Linked DNA regions of Mus musculus: all the other regions are linked to region 7. A link is a contact called in public HiChIP or PLAC-seq, Micro-C and promoter capture Hi-C data. All regions are on one chromosome and are shown on one strand. The core of a region is the stretch at or near the end of the contact, and the rest is flanking DNA. Distances in the headings are between cores, read along the strand shown.

Region 1 (3,044 bases), core at 67-2,566, 710 kb before region 7:
TATATTTTATTAGAGCCTGACACATTTGTGACATTCCATTTATATCAGGGAATTCAAGTTATTTCTGCACTTGCCTTTAGTGTTAGACAAGGGCTACTTTAGAGACAACTAAGCCACGGTTGGTATTTAGTTGCTTTTCAGAATAGGACACCATGCTTACCTGAGACCTGTTAGTCTTGTGAAAATCAGGGAGTGGGATGGGGCCACAAACATCCCACAGCCCTGTCTTAAACTTTAATCGTGTGGTCTCAGCAGCAAGCCTGACCCCTTTGGGGATACATCTGCTTCCCTGTGGGAACTTTCCATCCTCTTCAGTTTGTTTGTAGTCAGCAAACCTCCCGGAGTTCTTATGATTTCTGAGATTCCAGGATTAGCTTGGCCATTTTTGGAAGTTTAAGCTTTTGGGTTGTCCCCTCACTTAAACTGATGGAATACAGGCTCCTTACGCTGACCAGCGTCTGCTGCTGACTAGAGTTCTTTAATTCCTGCTTAGGATTTTTTTTTAAAGAGTGATTTTTAAAGACAGAGTCCTGAGATTTAATAGACTGGTGTGTGTGTGTCTGTGTGTGTGTGTGTGTGTGTGTGTGTGTGTGTGTGTGTGTACTGCTGCCTCACAGTGGCAAGCATCAGAAAGCAAGGGCTTTGAGGGTTTGAAGAGGCCTTGGTGTGTAGCTCTTCTGAGAGGGGGTACTTCGCTCACACTGCATGCTTTTAGCAGGGGTCTTTCTTTCTGTGGGGATAATGGTACCATATAACCCAGGTTGGCCTTGAATTTGCCGTGAGTCTCCCGCCTAGGCCAAAACAGTGCTAGTATCCCACGCTGATGCTTCCATGCCAGGCTTAGAAGAAGTTCCACGGGCGGGAATCCAACCTCCTGGTTGACAACTGGTGGGTCAGTGCCCTAGCCTAGCCCCCGGCTCAGTGTGGTGGATCGCCCAGCGAACAGAGCGCAAACCTGAAAAAGCAATGAATGCCTGAGAGCGCAAAGGAGAGAGGATGATTGAAAGCCAGGTTGGGCACGTGCAGGAGGAAGTTTCCTTTGTCATCAGTGCCACGTGGCGCCATGGCGGTCTTCGCCCTGAGTTAACCCCTGTGGTCATCTCCAATCTCGGCGGCGCTTGTATGGGGGACTCTGTAGCAGCCCCAGAGATGCCCTAGGGTCCCGGAAAGCGTCCTATGGAGGAGAAATTGAAGGGCCATAACAGGAGGAGCTCGGGGGCGGGGCTCCAGTGGGGGCGGGGCTCCAGATGGAGGCGGGGCTTCAAGTGCCGACCGGGCTCAGGGACGATTAGTGGTCCCGACCGGTACCAGATGGGGCGTAGGCGGCCCGTACGAAGGGTGTCCCGGGAAGGTCTGGGGGCGGTGCTCAGCCAGGGGCGGAGGAGGAGGGCTCAGCGGGTGGGGTAGGGACGGCGCTCCGGGAGGAGACGGAGGCGGAGCCCCGGGGCGGGGCGCGGGCGGACCGGGAGGCGGCGCTCCGACCGGGACGCGCGGGCCGGGTATGGCGTCGATGGCGGCGGCGATCGCGGCCTCGCGTTCGGCCGTCATGAGCGGGAACCGGCCGCTGGACGACCGGGAGCGGAAGCGCTTCACCTACTTCTCATCGCTGAGCCCCATGGCCAGGAAGATCATGCAGGACAAGGAGAAGATCCGGGAGAAGTACGGGCCCGAGTGGGCGCGGCTGCCGCCCGCGCAGCAGGACGAAATCATCGACCGCTGCCTGGTGGGGCCTCGCGCCCCGGCGGCCGCCGCCGATGCGGGGGACGTGCGGGACCCGGCGCGCTTCCCTGGCCTGCGCGGGCCCACGGGCCAGAAGCTGGTGCGCTTCGGCGACGAGGTGGGTGCGGCGGGACGGGCCACCCAGGGCGGAGTGGCCGGCGAGGGGGAGTTCAGAAATCTCCCGGAGAAGGGACCTTTAAAGACAAAGTGGGAACAGTAGAGAGGAAACCAGCGAGCCTGGATGAGTGTACGACGTACAGCCTCAGTTTTCTGATGTGAAACAGGAAAAATGTCTATAGTTCCTGATCACTCAGTGGCCGGCATGTGTTAAGTATAAGGACCTCAGTGGGGAAGGTGGGACTGCCAGGCACCGCTGCCCTGGGGTACGTCCCTGGTAGACTACAATGGAGAGAGTGTGTTTGGGTTTGACATGTGAGCCCCGGTTCCCACCCAAACACAGAGTAAGTTTAGATGCCTCCAGCAAGCCTGATTATCTAGCCTGGGCTCTAGACACTGGGGGAAGAGAAAATAACTACTTAGAATTGCTCCCGGCTGACCTTGCTCTTGAGGCCCAGGAGTCTGCACTATTCAGAAACCTGGTGGTTTACCAAGAGATGGTTTCCCTGAAGCCCTTTGTGCCACCAGAGTATGGACTTGGTACCTCAGGGACTCAACTTTGTTTTGGAGGACAAAATCGGTAGCAGCTAGAGTTCTGAACGTCCATTTAGGTGGAGGCAGGGAGGAGAAGCTAGGAGAGTTTTGTTGTTGTTGTTGCTGCTGTTGTTTTTCTGTTGGAGAAGTTGTGCCAGGCGGAGGGAATACCAGTTAAGGATGAGATTTCAATCAGGTTTTTTCAGGCCAGGTATCCGTCAGTGTTTGTTACTACAGAACGCTTGTGGTCACGAACCCACTTTCCTGCCAGGGAATTGTGAAGGCAGAGAGCTAGCTATCCGCCAACACTGCCTTCTGCTCCCCATCCCATTTGAAACTCTTGTGGGCTTTGCCAGGAAAAACAAGGGTGTGGTGGGAGATGAAAATATAAGTCTTAAAATATATTCCTGGAGCTGAGGCATTTCATTGTGAAAAATATGCACCTCCATAAAGACGTGGACGGAGTTCGTGCTTGGATCCGGGTGATGAGTAGGCAGGCAGTTCCTCTTTGGCAGTGTCTTAGGTAAATAAATCTGAGAGGAAGCCGCCCTGTCCGCACTTAACAGATGCTGGAGACTGGATGTCACTGGATGTCACTCGCCCTGAGTATATCAAAAAGCCAAGCCATGTTGGAGCCAGGGTCATTGATAAGGAGAGATGTGACCAGTTTTCTT
Region 2 (3,009 bases), core at 408-2,907, 910 kb before region 7:
TGGAACTTAAGAAGTTTGCCCACATTCCAAAAGTAGTTGTGCTAACCAAACCAAACCAAAAGCTGGGCAGTGGTAGTGTATGCCTTTAATCCCAGTACTTTGGAGGCAGAGGCAGAGGCAGGGGCAGGCGATTTCCGAGTTCGAGGCCAGCCTGGTCTACAGAGTGAGTTCCAGGACAGCCAGGGCTACACAGAGAAACCCTGTCTCAAAAAACCAAAAAGAAAAAAAAAAAAAAGAAAGAAAGAAAAGGAAAGGAAAGGAAAGGAAAGGAAAGGAAAGAAAAGAAAATGGTGTTAACTACTGGCATAGCATGGAAATACCCTTTGAAAGGCACTTTTGTCAAGAGTGGTGGTGTAGACTATAATCCTAGCTCTCTGGAGGTGAGGGCATGAGGAATGCAAGATCCAGAAAGCCTGGGGCTTCACAGCTAGTGCCAAAGCCAGAGAACAAACCAAGAAAATCTTGTTTCAAAAATAATTAATTAAGATTTTTTTTAACTCTCCCCCGAGGATGGAGAGATGGCACAAGGGTTAAGGGTCATTCCTTCAGCAACCACATTGGGGCAGCTCACAATCTGTAACTCAATTCCCAGAGCTGGCCTCTGATGCACCAGACACCTCGTGGTGCACATACACACATGCAGGTACACTCATACACATAAAAATAAGCAAATTCTCACCCCACCCCACCCGTAATTGTGCAAACCCACGGAGTGAAAGCACACGAAGTCTCCACCTTGATAATTGCTCGTGAATATTGTAAGTGACCAACACTCTGTTGGAAACCAAACGGGGCAAACCACCAGTTAAAACTAGAAGAGGAAGGAAGTGGGGGGCGGAAGGGGGTAGTGTAGAAGGTAAGTTGGACAGAAAACAGTGGCAATGGGTATCCTACTCAGAAACTTGTGCAAACATAACGAATAGAAGACAGTAATTTCCTGAGGTTCCAAGTAAGAGTTAAAAAAAAAAACTCTACGCGCATATTGTAGCCGAATATTTTTCTCTCTCAGGAATACTTAAGGTAGAGGGCTGGGGAGAAGGCGGGAGGTGGAGACCCAAAAGTCTTCTCGGGCTAGGTCAGGACTAAGATTACTACTCAACAGGCAGAACTCTAATGCTCCCCTCATGTTGTGTGCGGGGGCTCCCGGCCTGACGGGGAGAAGGGACAGAGGGACCGCCATCGATACAAACTTGTAAAAGCAGACGCGTTAACCGAGGCGCAGACACATGGTTGCCGTGGATACCAAGCCACGTACCCAACTGGGTTAGGACCCGCTCTTTAAGACAAGCAAGGGTCGTGGGCTGGGGACATAGGGATCGGGGAGGGACTGTCCTTCCCGCGACGTTGCCCTGGGCCTTGGTCCTCCCAGGCGCCTACCGCATAGAGGAGCACACTGCTAGGGCTGGCCGAGCCGACCGAGAATCGGGAGCTGGAGGAGCTAGGAACGTCCATGGCGCGGCTGCCGTCCCTGGCGGGGCCTGGGCTGGTCTGCTACACGGCTGTAGTGCAGCCGCTGGGGGCGGTTCTTTCGCACGGGGCGGCTCCCGTCTGCCCAGGACAGTGGCACTCCGTACGGCCACTGCACGGGACCCCGGGCACCGCCATCTTAACCAGGCCCGAGGCCGCGCAGGGACCGTGACGCACGCGCAGAAGCCGCGCCGGAAGCGGAAGTGGTGGGCACTGGGCGGGATCTGGGGGGGTCTCCGTGCTGATTCCCATGGCGGCGGAGCACGATTCGGACTCCGTTGAGCCTCCTGGTTCGGAGGCACTCCTGGACGCCGTTCTGCGGACCCTCTACGACCTGGGTGAGCGTAGCTCCTGGGAGGAGGCGGCCAAAGACAGTGAAACGCATCCCGAGGCGGCGGGACCACGGCCCACGTGGTCTCCTGGAGCCATGTCCGCAAGCGCTACCCTCTCCGGGACCTTCTCCCCCACTTGTTGGCCGACCTTTTGCTCTCCTTCTCACTGTGCAGGAAAATAAAATCAGAGATGGTTACTAAAGGCAGGCCACTCGCAGAAGGACAGGCACTGGCAGGCAGAAGAGCTCACGTTGATTGCCTGACTTTTAGAACCAGACACGTAACAAACGCTGTATTGTTTTTATTTTGGAGCGGTTGCTCAAAATTCCAAGCTCACTTACACGATTAAAAAGCAAAAGCAAGCTGAGAACTTGGAAGAACGTACCAGGTGTACATGTACATGCATTTTTGTGTGTTTCCCTCATTAACTGTCAGAGCAACCCATATATGTACACACATCTTCATAAAGGTCCTCCTTAAGAGCTCGAGTCTCAAGGTCTAGGGCCTGATGTCACATTCTGCGCTGTGTTAGGTTCTTTGTGTCCACCGACAACACTTGGCCTCCGACTTTCACAAGTTTGTTTGTTTGGGTTTTTTTTTTTTTTTTCTTTTTGGTTTTTCAAGACAGGGTTTCTCTGTGTAGCCCTGGCTGTCCTGGAACTCACTCTGTAGACCAGGCTGGCCTCGAACTCAGAAATCCGCCTGCCTCTGTCTCCCAAGTGCTGGGATTAAAGTCGTGCGCCGCCGCCACCACCACCACCTGGCTGACTTTCACAAGTTTTAAGACTAATTTTTAAAATCCTAGATACAGTTGATATTCACACATGCAGGAATTCATTACGGTAGTTACTTCCCAGCTACCTGGACTTTACCTATTCATTTTTATATCTATACTGGCAGAGTTACATTGGCCACAAGTACACAGCTAGTATTCAGAAAGCTCCTGGGCCCATACTGTAGGTCAGTACTGAGGCTTAGACGCCTGATTGAAATTTCAGATCACTGTTGAGAGTCTGAGCAGAAGAAACAAACTGAAGATGAGAAATAGAGTAGAAAGTAAAGGTATTCAAATTAAAGCAATTAAAGTTTAGCTGGATTCCCTTTAAATCCAAAACCGAAGGAAAACAAGAAGAACCCGGACATGTACCTGTAACCCTGCAGTGTGGTAAAAAGACATGCTAGTATAGAGGCAAATGCTTTTAACATGGTC
Region 3 (3,328 bases), core at 544-3,043, 840 kb before region 7:
CTCACGCAGTACATGCTGTAGTTCTCCATCTCGTGCTCGGGACATGTGGGGAACTTTCGCGGCGCGCTGGCCCCGGCACCCCCTGGGCTCCTGCATCCTCCTGCGCTGGAGGCAGTGGAAGTGCCTGTAACAGCAGGGGTAGCCTCTGGGGGTGTGGGCGGCGGCGGTGGCTGAACTAGCCGATGCTTAGCGAAGGGGCCCCGGGACGGGTGGCACTTGAGCTGGCAGGTGGCGCAATAGAGCACGTCGCATTGCTCGCAGAGAGTGGCTGCCGGCTCCGGTGGGGTGCGGTCGCACAGCTGGCAGATGGCCACCGCCGGGGCTGCAGCCGCCCCCGGAACAACCCCACGGCCCTGCTGGTACCGCTGCACAATGCCCTCCAGTAGCCGGTTGCGCTGGAAGCCTCGCAGGCCGCGGTGATCCAAGGAGGCGCTGCGGTGGCACTGCGGGCAGGTGATGGAGCTGGAGGACGAGCAGAGCGAGGAGCAGGCGGCGCCTCGGGCCGCGGCGGCCGAAGAGCCCGGGGGCGCAGGCACCATGGGCAGCACGCGGACTCCATTGGGGGACTTGAGGCTGGGGGTGTAGGAGCCATAGCCGCTGTCAGTCTCGCTGTACAAGCTCAGCTTGTCCGCGTGGTCTCCGCCACCGGTCGCCCCGCCGCCTAGGCCTCCGGCTGTGTTAGCTCCCGCGCCTCCGCTGGTCGCGCCGGCGGCTGCGTCCTGATCCGGAGGGGTTGCGGCGGCGGCGGCACCTCGCGAAAGAAGGAGCGGCGGGGGCAGGTGCTGCTCGCCGTCCGGGGTCTGAACCGCGATAGTGCGGGCGCACGGCAAGCAGACATTGTGAGAGCAGGGCAGGATGATGGGTTCCCGGAACAGGGATCCGCACACTGGGCACTTCAGCTCCTCCTCCATCGCCGCGCCCGCGGCCAGAGCCGCTCGGGACCAGCCAAGAATGGTCAAGGCTCCGAAGACAAGCGCAGCTGGGCTGGCGATGTCAGCGCTCTTGAGTCAGGAGGCGGGGGTATTTCACGGGCATGCTGTCTTCACCCGAGGGTGGCACGCCCCCTCTCTGTCCTCAGGCCACCGCCCTAAGACGCTTGGCCGCCAGAGAAAGGAGGGGTCCTCACCTCCTGAAGGCGAGGCTCCCTCACCGGAGGCAGCCGTCTGAAGGTGGCGGGGAGCCCTCGCGGTGGCCTCCGAGGTTGTCCAGGTGTTGAATAGGCAGCAGTAGCGCCGTCCGGGGTACCTCGTGCCTCCACTCCACGAAGGACCAGTGACCCGCTGCTGTGAGCCAGCAAGGCTACTGAGCCCGACTCCGCAGCGCCGCTGCCCCGAGTCTTCTTTCTGCGAGCGCCCCGCCCCTACCCAGCTCTTGGCCAGTGCCCGAGTGGCGGGGCCAGGGCTGGTTCAGCACCACCAGACGGCGGACAGCGCCCGCGAGAGGATGGGCCCGGAGTCCGCGCCCGTCCCCCCTCCCGCGCGCATCCTCCGCCAGGCTGCTGTGCAGCCGCGGCCACCTCGGCATCCCCCGGCCCGGAGACCGTCGCCGTACCGCTGCTCGGGCCGCTGCTCTCTGAGCTGCCTCCTCGTAGGCCGGTATTGAGCAGCGTCCCAGGCTGGCCTCGCCGGCTCCGGTTCCTGCAGCGCCCCTGACCTTGGCCGCGCCACGCTGCAGCGGCGGGTGGGGGGCGAGCACCCGCTGGCTCGGGAATCCCCCTCCCGGCCCCACCGCCTCCCGCGCCCGCCCGCCCGCCGTGCCGCGCGCCCAGGAGTTGTAATTTCCAGAGCGAGAGTAACGGGGCGGGGGGCGGGGAGCCAGGCGTCAGCTCAGCGAATGAGGGCTCGCCTCTCGCGGCTGGCAGTCAGGGGCGGGTCGGAGGGCTTCGTGGGGAGGATCATTGTGGAGAACTGCTCCGTTACGGATGGAGACTGCACGGTGAATTAGCACGGCGCCCCGCCCAGCTTGCCAGAGCAACCCTGGCCAGCTCCCGCCCTGCCCACTCCTCGCCACCATGAAAGCGTAAACAGCGGTCCCTAAAAGGCCAGTCGCTTGAAAAAGGCCTCGCAACACAGCGCGACAGTCGGTTCCTAAATCTATTTCCTCCCCGCAAAAAGCTTTCAAGGCACAAAATGTCGGACAGCCTCGCGCCAAAGGGCGAGGTTTGATTTATGCATCTTTTTACAAGCCTTTTTTTTTTTTTTTTTTTGTCTCCTTGGTTCTACTGGGGCTAGTCGTGGAAGATGAGGGCCGGAGGACTTGGCGAGGACACGGTGAAGGTTGCCAAATACAACCTCCCCAGGCTGCTCGCGAGTGCGGAGAGGCGGGAGGCAGCGAGCAGGTGTTCTCTTTATGAATGGGAGCTTCCTGCAACGTCGCCGCCCGCGCGCCTGGCTGCCGTCTGCCCGCTGTTCTGCGCTGGGTAGTGCCGGCTGCCCAGAGAAAGGAAGTACGCGCTGGGCATAGAGCTAAGGGCGAGCCCTGGAAGGGAAGAGCGCGTGGAGCGAAATGCGCACCACGCGGCCCTCTCTTCCTGTGCGATTCAAGCTGGCTTGGAACAGACAAGGAAATTGTCGATTTAGAAAGGATGTGTCAGTCAGCGTGCTGGCTCGTGCTTGTAATTCTAGCACTTGGGAGGCCTAGGCAGAAGGATTGCTATGAGTTCAAGGCCAGCTTGGGCTACATAGTAATTTCCAAGCTAGTCTGGGTGTTACATAGTAAGACTCTGCTGAACTGAAACAAACAAAAAAAAAAAAACAGCAACCGTGGCGCAGACTCCTGCTGAAGGAATGCAGGGCCCCAGCCACTGTCAGCATTTGGAAAGATAGCAGGAGGAGAGAAATGAAGCCACAGACTAATGAGGCAGCTGCCTTGGCCTGGCTCTGTGCCTAAGGGATAGAACCTCTGGTGGAAGGGAGGTCACCAGGAAAGCCATTGCAAAGCACCCCAGTGAAGCCCATATCTTTACAGGACTTCCGGGGTCCTGCAGCTTGCTTCCACCTGTCCAGTCTGGAAAATACTATAACAATATATATATGTGTCCGTGCCAAATTGTTACAGTAAATGCTCTGGACTACTTTCTATGCATCTCAGTTCAGCTGAATGGCTTACAGAAGTCTGGCTCCATGTTTAAGGGTAGGCTCCTGCTAAACCGGACATCCCAATTAGCCCTGCTTCAGGAAGCAGTGCTGCACGGTGGGGGTGGGGGTGGGTATGGAGGCGGCAACTGTCCTAATCCACTCTCTGTAGATGAAGCTTCAGTCACCTGGTCCTGCCAGCAATACACTGAAAAAAAGAAATTCTTCAGAAAGTCACTATTGATCCTAAGGTC
Region 4 (3,376 bases), core at 396-2,895, 750 kb before region 7:
ACGTACCCTTCCAGTTAGTTCACGAGTTCAAACTCCACACACCCGCTCCCTACCCACACCATCACCAGCTCTGCTGCCGCCGAGGTCCGGATCCCTCTGCCTGTGTGCTCTGTCTAGCCACACGCAAGGATTCTCCTTTGCCAGGGACGTTTGGGATTGTTTTCTGGCTAATTTTGCTATTAATTCCAGTTGCACCCCGGAACAATATGGTCCCTTCCTTACCCATTCTTCTTACCTCCACCACCAAGCCCTGCACGCATGGAAGCTACTGTTCTGCCTCTCAGCCTGCCTGCCCTCTGCCTGGGTGCTGATCTGGGCCCTTTCCCACCCCCCACCTCCTCCACTGGCATCAGCTGGACAGGCAGCTCTCTCCTCCATTGGGGATCTGCCTGTACTCTGTCTGCTCACTCACTTTGCTCCTGTGTATGTGTGTGATCCCTTGGCAAGAATCCTTCTCCTTCCGTGTTGGCTTTGCTTGCTCTTCCTAACACACAGCAGGAGTGCTGCAGCTATGCATGGTCCACTAGTGTGAAGTCTGACTCACCAAGAATAGGCTCCAAGTTGACAGAGTGGCTGCTGCCCACACAGCACACTGTAGTGGAGGAAGAGAAACCATGCTTCACTCCGAGGTTCTGGAGAGAGTCAGGAAAGGTCCTGGCATGAAAGACCTCTTTGGGGACGGGGGACTGGGAGCATACAGTGTCACTCTTGGCCAGACTAGTTTCTGGGAAATGGCTGGGAAGTAGTTCTGGTTTTCTGAGCATGGAGTGGAAGTGTGGAAGGGAGAAGGGACAGGGTGAGCAATGAGGTCAGAGAGAGGCCTCAGTTTCTGTGGGGCTCCACAGCGTGGCCTCGCTGCTGTAGCTCTCAGTGACCGAGCACGTGCAGACAGCACGGGTGTCTGACCCACTGATTCTTCCCTGGGCCCCACATGTGATGTGCACACGTATGTCTGCATGCGCATACATGTGTTACATACTGTGGTGGGCTCTCATGCATCCTGGTGGCAGTGTGAAGTACAATATTGTAGGGTTGGGTGACAGCACAGGTGAGTGGGACACCCAGACATCTGGGCACAGAGAAGAATGTAGAAGACAGGGGGGCAGCTTTAGAAACCCGGTGAACAAAGCATAAAGACGAGCCAGACGGATTCTTCAAGAGGAGGCATGGTGGTCATTGTGTGTGTGTGGTATGGTGTGGGGTGTGTGTGTGTGTGTGTGTGTGTGTGTGTGTGTCGCTGAGAGCCAGCTTCAGCATCAGGTGAAGTTGGTCACATCTATAGAATAACTGTTTTCCGCCTGTTTCTGACTCCGTTTATGGTCACCTACAGTAAACTGTTCATTGCAGAAGAGCTGTTTGTTTGGTACATTTGAGCCATACCAAATCTGAGCCCAAGTGCAAGGAGCCCAGGGCTCCTGTGAGACCGAGGTGAGCAGTGTCCAGACCCTCTCCAGGCCAGACTGTTGTTCTGTTCTCACGTCACCTCTGGACTGAAATCTCTGCTGACACGGGCAGGCAGTTTTCCTTTTGGTCCTCTGGCCTTTCTCCTCCTCCCGCACCACGGCAGTTCCCTTCCACACCTGTGTGCCCTCAGCAGCGCCCGCTCTTCCTTCCTGTTTGAGCGTGGGGTTCATTATTCACAGGAAAGGCGTGGCTCTTCTTGGTTTCCTGTAGTATGTCTTGCTTACAATGTGTCTTCTGTTTGTGGATGACTACACAGGTGTTTGTTTTAAATAACCAGAAGGAACACATGCTCTCAGGAACATGGGGTCATGTGTGGCTTTCACCTCTGTCACAAGTGTCTCTGCTATTCTGCAGTTTCTCCTGTGCACACAGTGCCTGTAGTCACCTCCTAGGGACATCGATTGCTCTAAGATGTCATCAGAACCTGCACTCCCCTGTGACCCTGTCACTTGGCCTTCTTCCTCCTTAGCAGATACACAATCTTCATGTAGGTGCACAGTGATTACAGACAACAGGTTAAGAAGCCAGGAGGGACCCAAGCAGGTTTCTGCCACAGGAGTTCACCAGAGTCTGGCCTGTTCTTGTTGCCTCTCTCTGCAGATCTTTTGGGTTGCCATTGTTTTGGGGTAGGTCCTTACCATAAAGCCCAGGTTAGCCTCAAACTCACTCTTCTCCTGCCTGTCCTCCCTACTGCTCGGATCACAGGCCTGACTTTGTTGTGTCTCCAGTGGCCTCAGGAGAAACCAGCAGGACAGTTATTGGGGTTGAGTTTCTGTGACTTTATGCATAGTGTGGCAGCTTGCTGTCTCCGCCCCAGGACCACAGGTCCTCATCCTGTGTAAGCAGCTCTAAGAATTGAGTGCATGGTGTCTTCCCCTTCACTTGTCTGCATTTACCAGCACAGGTGTGGACGTGCTCTTGTTAGTAGTGTGGGTAGACATAGGCCTCGGGTCAAAGGCTGAGCAGTGTAGTCCCCTGTGACGAGCCCAGCCCAGGGTGGTTCTGTGCAGCTCTTCAAGTTGAACCAGGACCTTGTAGCAAAGCATCCAGAAAGGAGATGGCTGAGGCAGAGGCTCAGTGTAAGCTGGTATTCCTTCCACCCACCCAGAGGAGAGATCACACCTCTAGCGTGGCGGCAGGGCCTCTGTGGAGGGACTGCAGGTAGTAGTGGAAAAATTGGAGAGATATGAGTCAGATATCTTATTCCCATGACTCCTCAGCACATTCTGGAGTGCATTGCTGCCCTCCCTGTGGCTGAGAGGACTCTGCCTCATCAGGCTAAGCCATGGCAGCCCAGATTCACCCGCTCCCACCTCCCCGATCCCTGAGCTCCCAGGTCCTCTGTGCGATGTGGTTGCTGCTGTGCCAGTCACAGAGAGGCTGAGGAGGCCGAGTGTGCAGTGAGATAGCTCGGCAGTGCTAGGTCCCTCCCCTCTTTCCTTCAGGGCAGTTAAGTCTTCCTGAGCACATTTCCTCATGACAGGTTTCAGGTCTGGGACTCCAGCGTCACCAAGGGTCACAGTAGCGTAAAGATACAGAGCTGCCTCTTGAAGTATTAATTAGCTTTAAGCAGAAACTGACTCTTGTTTTGTTTTGTTTCTAGTTTTTGACGTGTTTCTGTTTTGGTCTGACTAGGAGGAGCCTGATCTGGTTAGTGCAATTTATGGCCGAGGGATAGCCTATGGAAAGAAGGGACTACATGTGAGTATGTACTAGTCACGCTTGCCACCTCGCCCACATGGCTTGCCGCACCCAAGCCTTTGTCTGAACTGCTTCTCATTCAGTCAGCTCTGCCAGGGCACAGATGGCAAAGAAGGGTGATCACCCCAGGTGCCATGCCTAGAAGGTGGAGGACCAGGCTCCCCTGTGTCTTCCAAGTCAGTGATGAGCTGGCCACAGGAAAAGCCAGAGA
Region 5 (3,164 bases), core at 641-3,140, 1.0 Mb before region 7:
AGACAAGTTCCTTTTACAAACAGTTAAAAAAAAAAAAAGTGTATGTACTCTAGCAAAAAAGAGGCCGAAGAACTATCTGATTCTACTTATATCTACTTACTTGTGTGGGGGGGGAGGTTGTGGGGGGAGGTTCCTGGGGATCAAGGTTAGGACTCTAGGCTTCCAGCAAAGAGCTAAATGAGCCACAGGCCCAGCCTGCTTCCTGCATTCAATGTATGCATTTCAGAAAAATATTTTCTTTGGTCCCGGGAAATGAACTGAGGGCTTTGCATACAGCAAGCAAGCACTGTACCCCTGAACTACACCCCCAGATCAAAATGGCTTTGTATTTTTGCACTGGGAAGGAGCTCATGTAGTCAGGGGTGGCCTCTGTGTAAGCAAAGATGAACTCAGTCTCCATCTCCCAAGAGCTGGCACTACAGACGTGTGCTACCACCATGTTCAGCTTCAAGATTATTCTCAAAGTGTATGCGTGTAAATGTTGTCGCTCTTACATTTCGGAGTTGTTTGCTTGCAACTTCATTCAAATGGCAGAGCTAACAATTCCCGTTTCTGTGTTCCCCCTGGCATCCAAACAGCAATTTTAAATTCTCGGCTGTCTGTCCCAATGGCTACACTCAAGTATACGACCGTGTGTGTACATTATGACAAATGTTTGCACCTAGGGAGGTCCTTCTGTTTTGGAGGCTGTATGACCATGTCGAACTCCGTAGCCCTGGCTGTCCCAGAACCCACCACATAGAGCAGGTTGGTCCTCAACCTGTACAGCTCTTGCTTCCCTCTCTGCAGCTCCAAATATACCCGTCATTCTCCTTGCCCCGGCCCCACTAGTTACTTACTACAAATCACACGTGGAACCGACAGTCTCTGGTTTGTTTCTCTGAGCTGTGTGTGCAAGTGCGTTTGATCCTGGAACTCACTTTGTAGCCCAGGCTGGCCCCAATCTCACAATGATCTTCCTGCCTCTGAGTGCCAGCATTAAAGCCGTTTACCACCGTGCCAAGCTCTATGAGGTTTGAAGGTTTCATAAAAACAAAGAAACAGCAACTAGTGTGTTCGTCTCAATTTACAACACTGAAATCAAACAAAATGCAGATAACTGAGTTGGCAAAGAGGGCTCACGCTAATCACCTTACCACTGACCAGAAGAGGTAGGAGAATCTACTTCCGAGGACTACCGGGCTGCGTCTCAAGACAACAAAGAAAGCCCGTAATAATCCTCATAATTCTGCAGACACTATTGGCAGATTCTAATGTGAGACTTTAACTCCCTGTGCAGCTTCGTTCACGGACTATGCTCTTGAGAGCTTCAGGCCTGAATGCGGATCTGGAACCGAGCCCTGATTACCTTACTTAACCCAGAGGTCTCGAACCGGAACCGGGAGAAATCTCAAGAGTTTAAGGACCGCAGAAAAGCAAAAACAAAGCAAAGCCAGAACCAGGCCCGGCGACTGCAGGAGCCGGTCCCGGAGCAGGCTGCCCGGGGGGCCTTTGTTGTGCCCTCCGCGGCCTCCGGGGAGCAGCAGACCGGGAGCGCGCAGCGGCCGTCCCGGAGCTTGGAGCGGCCCAGCGGCCGTCTGAGCTTCCGTTTCCTCCTCCGCGGGACCGAGGTGGCCGAGGCAGCCCCGGAGCGCTGCCGGCGGGCCCGGACAGGCAGGTGGAGCTGCGCGCGCGCAGGCCGGCGACGCGCGCCCCGGGCGGAGCCGCGAGGAGGAGGGGAGGGCGGAGGAAGCGGCGCGCCCGCCCGCTAGGCCCGGCCCGCCGCGTGCGCGCGGCCCCCGCCCTCTCCGCCCGCGCGCCGGGTCGCCGGGGCCGTGGTGTACGTGCAGCGCGCGCGGAGCGAGTGGCGCCCGCAGGCCCGCGCCCTGCCCGCCCGCCCCGACGCAGCCGGCTGGGCCCGCCCGCCCAGGGCGCTGTGCGCCGCGCAGGCCGCGCTCTCTCCGGCGCGATGCGGCGCTAGGCGGCCCCGGGCAAGGCAGGCGAGGCCAGGGCGCGCGCGGCCTCCCGCAGCGGGCGGCGGCCCCGGGCGGGCGCCCCGACGGCCCCGCCGCCGCCCCGCTCCCGGCCCGCGGCCCGCCCTGCCGCGGCCATGGCCAGTGACAGCGGCGGGCCCGGCGTGCTGAGCGCCAGCGAGCGCGACCGGCAGTACTGCGAGCTGTGCGGGAAGATGGAGAACCTGCTGCGCTGCGGCCGCTGCCGCAGCTCCTTCTACTGCTGCAAAGAGCACCAGCGCCAGGACTGGAAGAAGCACAAGCTGGTGTGCCAGGGCGGCGAGGCCCCCCGCGCGCAGCCCGCGCCGGCGCAGCCCCGCGTCGCGCCCCCGCCCGGTGGGGCCCCCGGAGCCGCGCGCGCCGGCGGGGCGGCCCGGCGCGGGGACAGCGCGGCGGCCTCGCGCGTACCGGGCCCGGAGGACGCGGCGCAGGCCCGGAGCGGCCCCGGCCCAGCAGAGCCCGGCTCCGAGGATCCTCCGCTTAGCCGGTCTCCGGGCCCCGAGCGCGCCAGCCTGTGCCCAGCGGGTGGCGGCCCCGGGGAGGCGCTGAGTCCCGGTGGAGGGCTGCGGCCCAACGGGCAGACCAAGCCGTTGCCCGCGTTGAAGCTGGCTCTGGAGTACATCGTGCCGTGCATGAACAAGCACGGCATCTGCGTGGTGGACGACTTCCTGGGCAGGGAGACCGGGCAGCAGATCGGCGATGAGGTGCGCGCCCTGCACGACACCGGCAAGTTCACGGACGGGCAGCTGGTCAGCCAGAAGAGTGACTCTTCCAAGGACATCCGGGGGGACCAGATCACCTGGATCGAGGGCAAAGAGCCCGGCTGCGAAACCATCGGCCTGCTCATGAGCAGCATGGACGACCTGATCCGCCACTGCAGCGGGAAGCTGGGCAACTACAGGATAAACGGCCGAACGAAAGTAAGTGGCTGGGGCTCTTGCGACCGGAGGAGGGTCTGTGAGGACCACCCCCCGCCCCCGCAGACCCGGGGCCCGGCGCTCTGTCTTAGCGTGGCTCCTTTTGTCCTTGTACTGTCTGCCACAGTGCACAGTGCAGAGCCTGCCGGAGCCCTGGTCACTCGTGGGGGTCGTTGGGGTACCAGCTACACCGGGTCTGGGTGATGCATCTTATCTTGCCTGTGTGCCTGAGCTAGTTAAAAGCCCCGCGGTTTTT
Region 6 (2,985 bases), core at 472-2,971, 770 kb before region 7:
CTGGGCAGTGGTGGCACACGCCTTTAATCCCAGCACTTGGGAGGCAGAGGCAGGCGGATTTCTGAGTTCAAGGCCAGCCTGGTCTACAGAGTGAGTTCCAGGACAGCCAGGGCTACACAGAGAAACCCTATCTCGAAAAACTTAAAAAAAAAAAAAAAAAAGTCAATCTCTCTGTCAAAATGGAGGCATAGAGGCTAACATTTTTTCAATTACCTGTGAGTTAAGAGCAAGCACTCTTAGATGTCGAGCCCAGGACGGAGGCTCTTCCCAGATCCCCTTTTTCTGCACAGATGTGGAGGTTATATCTCTTCCCCCAAGCCCAGAGATGCACCATTAGTGCCAAGAGAAACTGTTAAAATGGCAAGTCCCTCTCTGTCTTTTAAAAGCTAGCTAAATCCCACTTCTGGACAGTATCCCAAATGTCAGGACAAGGAGGCAGACAAATTTGGAAGCAGGAGGGGAAAGACCAGCATCAGGAAACACAAAACTCCTCCTATTCCTTCGGTATCACTTATCAGCCAGATGTTCGTGCTGTAGATGCGACAGGACAAGAGCTCTCCTTCCCCAGAACTTCATGGGCTCCAAGAAGCTAATCACCTGGAGCCACTCACAATCCTCTAACCTCAGGGACCTGACAGTTTAGAAGGCTAAGACAGCATGCCATCTTGCCATCTGAAGACTGTTACAATGAGAGGCAGTGACCTCTACCCAAAGAACCTCCTTCTACTACCCTGTGTCCATCCATCCTCACATAGGGAGCACGCTGACTTCCTCCATCAGTGGACCTGATGAATCAGTGAGTCCTTTCCCACCAGAACTCTCTCCACTGCTTCCTCCTGCCTTCACTTAAGAGTATAAAGAGGAAACACACAGAGAGACATTCATTCTCTCCCTCCCTCTCTTTCTGTTCTGGACCTCCTGCCTCCATCTCCCAATTGCAGGGATTACAGGCGTGGTGCTGGAGCCGGAATCTAAGGCTGCCCTACATGGCGAGCAACATCCCCGGCCGTGGTAAATGCTTTCCATTTCGGTTAAATTGTTGTATTATTTACTATTAAATTGACAAGTACCCCGATAAGACACAGTTTTCTTCTAAGAACTCTCTACAGTACCAGACCTCAAATACTGCTTCCATCTCCTCAGGATCAACAAGAGAATGACACGCTTCCTGCTACAATTCCTATTTCCTTAGTGAATCACATCTCTCTCCATCACTCGTTTATTCGCTTGAGACACACACTCTCTCTCTCTCTCTCTCTCTCTCTCTCTCGCGGCAATCGAGGCTGGAGTCCAACTCGTGATTCTCCTCCTGCCTGGCATGCGAGTGGAGTGCTGGAGTCATAGAAATGCGCCACCACTCCTGGGTGCCACAAGTCTTAGAACATCTATGGCCTAGGCAGTCTTCAAGCACATCCTTGCTTTCTCTTTCACACCATCACAAGGACCACTCCTCCCCCACGTGCTCAAGCTCCCAGGCCTCGCCCCGGACCACAGCAAGTTCGGATCCGCCTTCCTAGCCGCGCCCCGCCCCCCGGCGCGCTCACGCAGATGGTTATCTTGAGCACGCCGTGGCTGTAGTCCCGGTACAGCTCCTGAGCCTCTCGGTTGCACTCGATACAACGATACAGGCAAGAGGAAGAAGTCGCCGCTGCGCCTTCCGTGCCTTTCCCGGACCGCGTCCCCCTACGCCCGCCGGTCCCCATGGCCACTCTAGGGCTCCTGCTTCCGGCCGCTGGCGGAAGACGCCTGGACTGGCCTTGGGAGGGGCACCCAAGGGCTTACTGGGACTTGTAGTCCAAGCGCTGAATGAGTGCTTGAGGCTAACAGGGCGAGGACTACAACTCCCAGCGGGTACTGCGGCTGCGCGCCGCGCCCACCTGCCCGCGGCGGGCAGAGCAGGGCCGCGCCTGCGCCGTGCGGGAAGATGGCACCTGCCGGCTGCGGCTGCGGCTGCTCGGGCAGCTTGGGTGCTGCGGTGGTGCGGCCGCTGCTCCTGCTGCTGGGGGCGCTGGCCTGCGCGCGGGCCACCGAGCACTACTCTCCGCTGTCCTTGCTGAAGCAGGAGCTTCAGCACCGGCAGCAGCAGGAGGCCCCGGCGGGCGGCGGCTGTCCGCAGTCGGGGGACTGGGCGGACCAGTACCCGGAGTGCGGTGAGTGGGCCGAGCCGCCCTCTCCCTGGGCCGCCCCTGCCCAGCGTGGAAGCATCTGGGAAGTGGGGGCACCGGGGATGGGCTCAGGTGGGCGGCGGGGATAAGGACCTGCCTGGAGGGTGCCTGCTGGCGTGCACGGGCCAGGAAGTCAGACTTCTTTCTGCTTGCTCCGGTAGGTGATTTGCCCGATCCCCACCTCAGGAATCCAATCTTGAGAGGTGCAAGCAGGTTGGATTTGCGGGGTGACATGAGCACTGACCCGTGCTCCTCAGATGTACCCCCAACGGTAGAGAGAGAGCTTCAGGCCTGATTCCTGCGTGCATTCCAGCTGCTCAGGCTCATTCATTGGTCAGGCTCTGGGCAAAATGCACATGCTCTTTCTGTTTTGAGTTGTACAGTGGGCGTTTTTACCCATCAGTACCCTCTCCACTCTCCCTTCCCCTCAGTGGGTGTCCCTCCGACTTGCCGTGGGGAAGGTCTGGGTCTTCTATACCTAGTAGCAGCTGGCTGATAATGCCTTTTAAAACATCCCACCAATGTTCAGCACCATATGCCTACCCAAACACTACCTAGTTTCTTAGCTGAGATGCAGTCTCAAGATTAGTGCAATCTGACTTCCTTTGAGCACCATCTGACTTCTTGGAATGGCTTTTGGACTTATTTTGTGTCTTGGCTTTGCCTCCCAACACTGTTGCAGCTGATGTGGCCAGCATTCCTTAGTGAATCGAATGACCATTGTTAATGTCACCTCCTGATTCAGGGCAGGGGGTTACCTGTCTGTGAACTTGTCTGTAAATAGGAGACTCCGTTTACTTGACTATGAGGTTTTGTTTTT
Region 7 (3,352 bases), core at 686-3,185:
CATCTCTTCAACCCCTTATTTTGGGTTTTTTTTAAAAAACATTTATTATGTGTCTGTGAGTATATGCCATACCTGTGCAAGCCAGACAGTTATGCACACCTCCAATCCCAGTGATCAGGAGGCAGAGGTAGGTGGATCTCTGGAGGCAGGGTTTTTCTCTGTGTAGCCCTGGCTGTTCTGGAACTCACTTTGTAGACTAGGCTGGCCTCAAAGTCAGAGGTCCACCTGCCTCATAATGAGCAATTCTAGACAATCTGAAGCAGCCCTACATCCCACACCCGGGATTAAAGTGAAGACATATTCTTATAACATTTCTGTGTTTAAAGAAACCAAAATTCAGCCGGGCGAGGTGGCGCACGCCTTTAATCCCAGCACTCGGGAGGCAGAGGCAGGCGGATTTCTGAGTTTGAGGCCAGCCTGGTCTACAAAGTGAGTTCCAGGACAGCCAGGGCTACACAGAGAAACCCTGTCTCGGAAAACCAAACCAAACCAAAACAAAAAAGAAACCGAAATTCTCCTACACTGCACTTTGCAAGAATTAAAGGCTCCATTACGCATGCGCACGTTTCTCCTGGACTGTGGACTGGAAAGCTGCTTTCTCTCATCCTTAGGGCAGAGATGACTCCTCCCTTCCATGTTCTCTCTCCCCCTACCCCCTCCCACTGTATTTACTTCTGATATGCCTAACAACCTTGTGTCCATAATGGTCTCTCAGGTAATTGGGTTTGTTTGTTGGCATTTGAGACAGTGTCTCATGTAGCCCAGGGTGGCTTTGAACAACTTCTGGTCCTACAGAGATTATAGGTGTGTGCAGCCACACCTGGCTCAAGTAGCTACTTCTAAATGCTTTTCTTTTTTTTTCCGAGTTCAATTCCCAGCACCCATGCTAGGTGGCGCACAACCCCCCTGTAACTAACTTCAGAGTCCAATGCCCTCCTTCTGGCTTTCTGAGCTCTTAAAAGATCAAAACTGCCCCAAGGAACTCGATGCCTCTATCAGCAGGAAGTAGTCTACGGATATCGAAGCCCCCTTTTCCTCTAGCCTTCTTTCTCCTACCTAGTGTTGGGGGGTTGAGAGGGAGACAAGTGGTAGAAATAGGAACCCATAAAGTGGTCAAAAGTCTGGCTACAATGTTGTCTAAGTGGGACACAATGAAAAAACCGAAAAGGAAAGGCCACCCGAAGTAACAAGGGACCTCACAAGTTCAGCAAGGGTCCCTGGGCAGTTATCAGCCCTGAATATTTACAAACTCTAGTACAGCCTCGGGCTAATCTCAGTTCACTGTTTAGTAATGTGGGGAGCAGAATGGAAAAGACACCCCCATACACACACTACGGTCTTCCGAAACAGCCGCAGAGGACTAACAGAACTGTGTGCACGCCTGCTATCGGCTTCTACTAGGGTCTGGAACTTCAGGGGCAGCGATGAGAGTGAACATGCCCGGGGACTGGGGGCACTGTCATTTCCGAATCTCCGGCAGTAGGACAGACCCATCAAAATGCAAGCTGTGCCTGGAAAGCAAAAAGCTGCAACCCGCTGCAGAGCCCAGACAATCGAACGAAGAACAAGCCTGAACCGATCTGAATTAGGTTGGGAAAAACTGTGAGCACACCACCGCCGCCCAGAGCGCGACTTCCTCAGCTCCGCCCACGGGCGCCTCCTTCCCCAGCCCACGCTCGCCGCGGAGGGTCAGCTCCAGCCGGAGACCGGCGCTTCTGGCAAGCTCTCGGTCCGGAGCACTGGATCCACCGCGGTGAATCGGGTCGCAGGACTCCAAATCGCCTGCCCCGCCCCTCCCCGGTACTGGATGTGACGTCAACAAAGCGCTCCCAGTTCCGACCTTGCCCCGAGTCTCGGCGCCGATCTTTGACGTCATTGCCATGCGCCTTCCCCTCCCTACTCGCTGAGCGCCCCCTTACGTCATCTCTAGGCGCCTTCCCGCCCCTCAGGTGTTCAAGCTCCGGGCGCGCGAGGTTCTCGCTATTAGCCCGCGAGTGCCGCTTCCTCCACGCTCTCTGCAAACATGTTTCCGAGCGTCTCCTCTCCGCGAACCCCAGGGCCGGGGACCCGACGCGGTCCGCTAGTCGGGATCGGGCCCACGTCCACGCCTAGAGCGAGCAGGAGGGGTCTGTCTCTGGGATCTGCGGTTAACTCGCCCGTGCTGTTCTCGCCCGCAGGCCGGCGCAGCTCGGTGAGCTCACGGTAAGTGGGGGTTCGGGGACCAGCGGGGTCCGCTCCACAGCGGGGAGGTGGAGCCTGGCAGTGGGGTAAGCTGCCGCAGAGTTCGAAAGTACTTCTGGTCATTCTCGCGTTTTATTGTCGCTGCTTAATGGTGGCCCTCGTTTTGCCCGTTCTCTGTTTAACTCTTTATTGGACCCATGGATTCACTCTGTCTCCGCGCTACAGAAAAGAATGAAAGAACCTTTTGAGCACTACGCTTGCAAGGTAGGAACATACTTCAGATTATTGTAAAGATTAAAAAGTCATTTCTTTATTATGTTGACACAGGTCAGTGTCGGGCTGCTGTTTGTTTAAAGTTGTGGTTTGACTCTGTGGCGTTTGACACGAGTAACATTTGGTCTGGTGTAGTCTTTTTGTGATATAGTGTAGGAATGCAGCCTGGAACTCAGTCCTGTCCACTTTGGGACAGCCCATGCTACGTACCCTAGGCTGACTTTGCTCAATCCACTTTTAAGATTCTTCTATTTCAAGCATGCAGTAGCTTGTCTGGCTACCATCATTTTGTTTAACACTTCCAGCTTTAAGTCAGGATCTCAGCATCTCAGGATTCAGTACACCTATCTGAGTCATGGTAAGAGCCTACAAACCTGGCAAAAATGTTTTCTCAGTGCCTAGCAAATGCTTATTACTACATACTGATTGGCAGTTAAAGGACTTGGGCCACAAAATGTGATGGTTGTGACTAGGTTACATAAAAGCACTTTGTGTGTGTGTGTGTGTGTGTGTGTGTGTGTGAGAGAGAGAGAGAGAGAGCGTGCTTCACTAAAGATGCTGGTGTGCTGCCAAGTCCACATGTATAGTAGAATTGTTACCCTCCTCAATGTAATTAACACGAAAATTCAGAATTGGGTTACCTTTTTCTAGAAGAATTTCTTCTGTTCATCTTTCAAAAGTGAATTTCTGGGATGGAAAGATGGCTCTGGGGATAAGAGCACTTGCTTTTCGATATCTATCTATCTATCATACAATCATATATATATATATACACATATATACACACACACACATATATGTATATATGATGGGTTAAAAAGATAGTAAGATGCATATATGTTCTGATACATCATTTTTGCTCAAAACAAACAAAAAAACCAGTAAATTAATCTCAAAA

What was found. Promoter capture Hi-C pulls out the DNA fragments that hold promoters and counts their contacts. A called contact is a pair of places that touch in the nucleus more often than the background predicts. HiChIP or PLAC-seq counts read pairs in DNA pulled down with a chosen protein or histone mark. Capture Hi-C pulls out chosen DNA fragments and counts their contacts.
Region 1: a contact with region 7 is called in a promoter capture Hi-C map of adipose tissue, with 4 times the contacts expected there. The contact joins the promoter of 2310022B05Rik here to the promoter of Nup133 in region 7. A contact is called at or near these places in 4 of 39 promoter capture datasets (cranial neural crest, frontonasal cranial neural crest, hippocampal neurons and 1 more), 5 of 115 datasets of contacts at active chromatin or transcription factors (astrocytes, embryonic stem cells, memory CD8 T cells and 2 more) and 1 of 9 other capture datasets (adipose tissue).
Region 2: a contact with region 7 is called in a Micro-C map of embryonic stem cells, with 5 times the contacts expected there. The contact joins the promoter of Gnpat here to the promoter of Nup133 in region 7. A contact is called at or near these places in 2 of 39 promoter capture datasets (both in liver), 1 of 484 Hi-C or Micro-C datasets (embryonic stem cells), 1 of 115 datasets of contacts at active chromatin or transcription factors (astrocytes) and 1 of 9 other capture datasets (adipose tissue).
Region 3: a contact with region 7 is called in a promoter capture Hi-C map of liver, with 2.1 times the contacts expected there. The contact joins the promoter of Trim67 here to the promoter of Nup133 in region 7. A contact is called at or near these places in 1 of 39 promoter capture datasets (liver), 1 of 484 Hi-C or Micro-C datasets (embryonic stem cells) and 1 of 115 datasets of contacts at active chromatin or transcription factors (stem cell-derived neural progenitor cells).
Region 4: a contact with region 7 is called in an H3K27ac HiChIP or PLAC-seq map of large pre-B cells, with 4 times the contacts expected there. The contact joins the enhancer-like site here to the promoter of Nup133 in region 7. A contact is called at or near these places in 1 of 39 promoter capture datasets (cranial neural crest), 4 of 115 datasets of contacts at active chromatin or transcription factors (bone marrow-derived macrophages, embryonic forebrain, embryonic hindbrain and 1 more) and 1 of 9 other capture datasets (embryonic stem cells).
Region 5: a Micro-C map of embryonic stem cells shows a contact between it and region 7, with 3 times the contacts expected there. The contact joins the promoter of Egln1 here to the promoter of Nup133 in region 7. A contact is called at or near these places in 1 of 39 promoter capture datasets (liver), 1 of 484 Hi-C or Micro-C datasets (embryonic stem cells) and 1 of 115 datasets of contacts at active chromatin or transcription factors (astrocytes).
Region 6: a contact with region 7 is called in an H3K4me3 HiChIP or PLAC-seq map of bone marrow-derived macrophages, with 5 times the contacts expected there. The contact joins the promoter of Arv1 here to the promoter of Nup133 in region 7. A contact is called at or near these places in 5 of 39 promoter capture datasets (the 3T3-L1 cell line, cranial neural crest, liver and 1 more), 2 of 484 Hi-C or Micro-C datasets (bone marrow-derived macrophages and embryonic stem cells), 9 of 115 datasets of contacts at active chromatin or transcription factors (the NIH/3T3 cell line, astrocytes, bone marrow-derived macrophages and 6 more) and 2 of 9 other capture datasets (embryonic stem cells and liver).

Annotation. Positions count from the first base shown.
Region 1 is chr8:124,661,641-124,664,684 of GRCm38.p6, reverse strand. 2310022B05Rik (RIKEN cDNA 2310022B05 gene) reads left to right here and starts at 1,316. Exons shown (of 4, transcript NM_175149.4): 1 at 1,316-1,837. The coding sequence starts at 1,502.
Region 2 is chr8:124,861,681-124,864,689 of GRCm38.p6, reverse strand. It overlaps Gnpat (glyceronephosphate O-acyltransferase), which reads right to left and starts at 1,657. Exons shown (of 16, transcript NM_010322.3): 1 at 1,378-1,657. The coding sequence starts at 1,452. It overlaps 2810004N23Rik (RIKEN cDNA 2810004N23 gene), which reads left to right and starts at 1,661. Exons shown (of 7, transcript NM_025615.2): 1 at 1,661-1,805. The coding sequence starts at 1,718.
Region 3 is chr8:124,791,484-124,794,811 of GRCm38.p6, reverse strand. It overlaps Trim67 (tripartite motif-containing 67), which reads right to left and starts at 1,793. Exons shown (of 10, transcript NM_198632.2): 1 at 1-1,793. The coding sequence starts at 911. Gm46059 (a long non-coding RNA gene) reads left to right here and starts at 2,425. Exons shown (of 3, transcript XR_001778718.2): 1 at 2,425-3,328.
Region 4 is chr8:124,699,445-124,702,820 of GRCm38.p6, reverse strand. Ttc13 (tetratricopeptide repeat domain 13) reads left to right here. Exons shown (of 23, transcript NM_001373939.1): 5 at 3,100-3,165. Among named protein-coding and RNA genes, the nearest start is that of Gm30273, 8.5 kb to the right of the region's middle. Within about 2 kb of position 1,645, at least 94 of the 459 cell types and tissues checked have an H3K27ac peak or open chromatin away from gene starts, as enhancers often do.
Region 5 is chr8:124,947,980-124,951,143 of GRCm38.p6, reverse strand. It overlaps Egln1 (egl-9 family hypoxia-inducible factor 1), which reads left to right and starts at 1,890. Exons shown (of 5, transcript NM_053207.2): 1 at 1,890-2,911. The coding sequence starts at 2,090. It overlaps Gm46060 (a long non-coding RNA gene), which reads left to right and starts at 2,919. Exons shown (of 2, transcript XR_001778719.2): 1 at 2,919-3,164.
Region 6 is chr8:124,720,902-124,723,886 of GRCm38.p6, reverse strand. Arv1 (ARV1 homolog, fatty acid homeostasis modulator) reads right to left here and starts at 1,721. Exons shown (of 6, transcript NM_001368372.1): 1 at 1,545-1,721. The coding sequence starts at 1,703. Ttc13 (tetratricopeptide repeat domain 13) reads left to right here and starts at 1,915. Exons shown (of 23, transcript NM_001373939.1): 1 at 1,915-2,150. The coding sequence starts at 1,925.
Region 7 is chr8:123,947,848-123,951,199 of GRCm38.p6, reverse strand. Nup133 (nucleoporin 133) reads left to right here and starts at 1,935. Exons shown (of 26, transcript NM_172288.2): 1 at 1,935-2,202. The coding sequence starts at 2,024.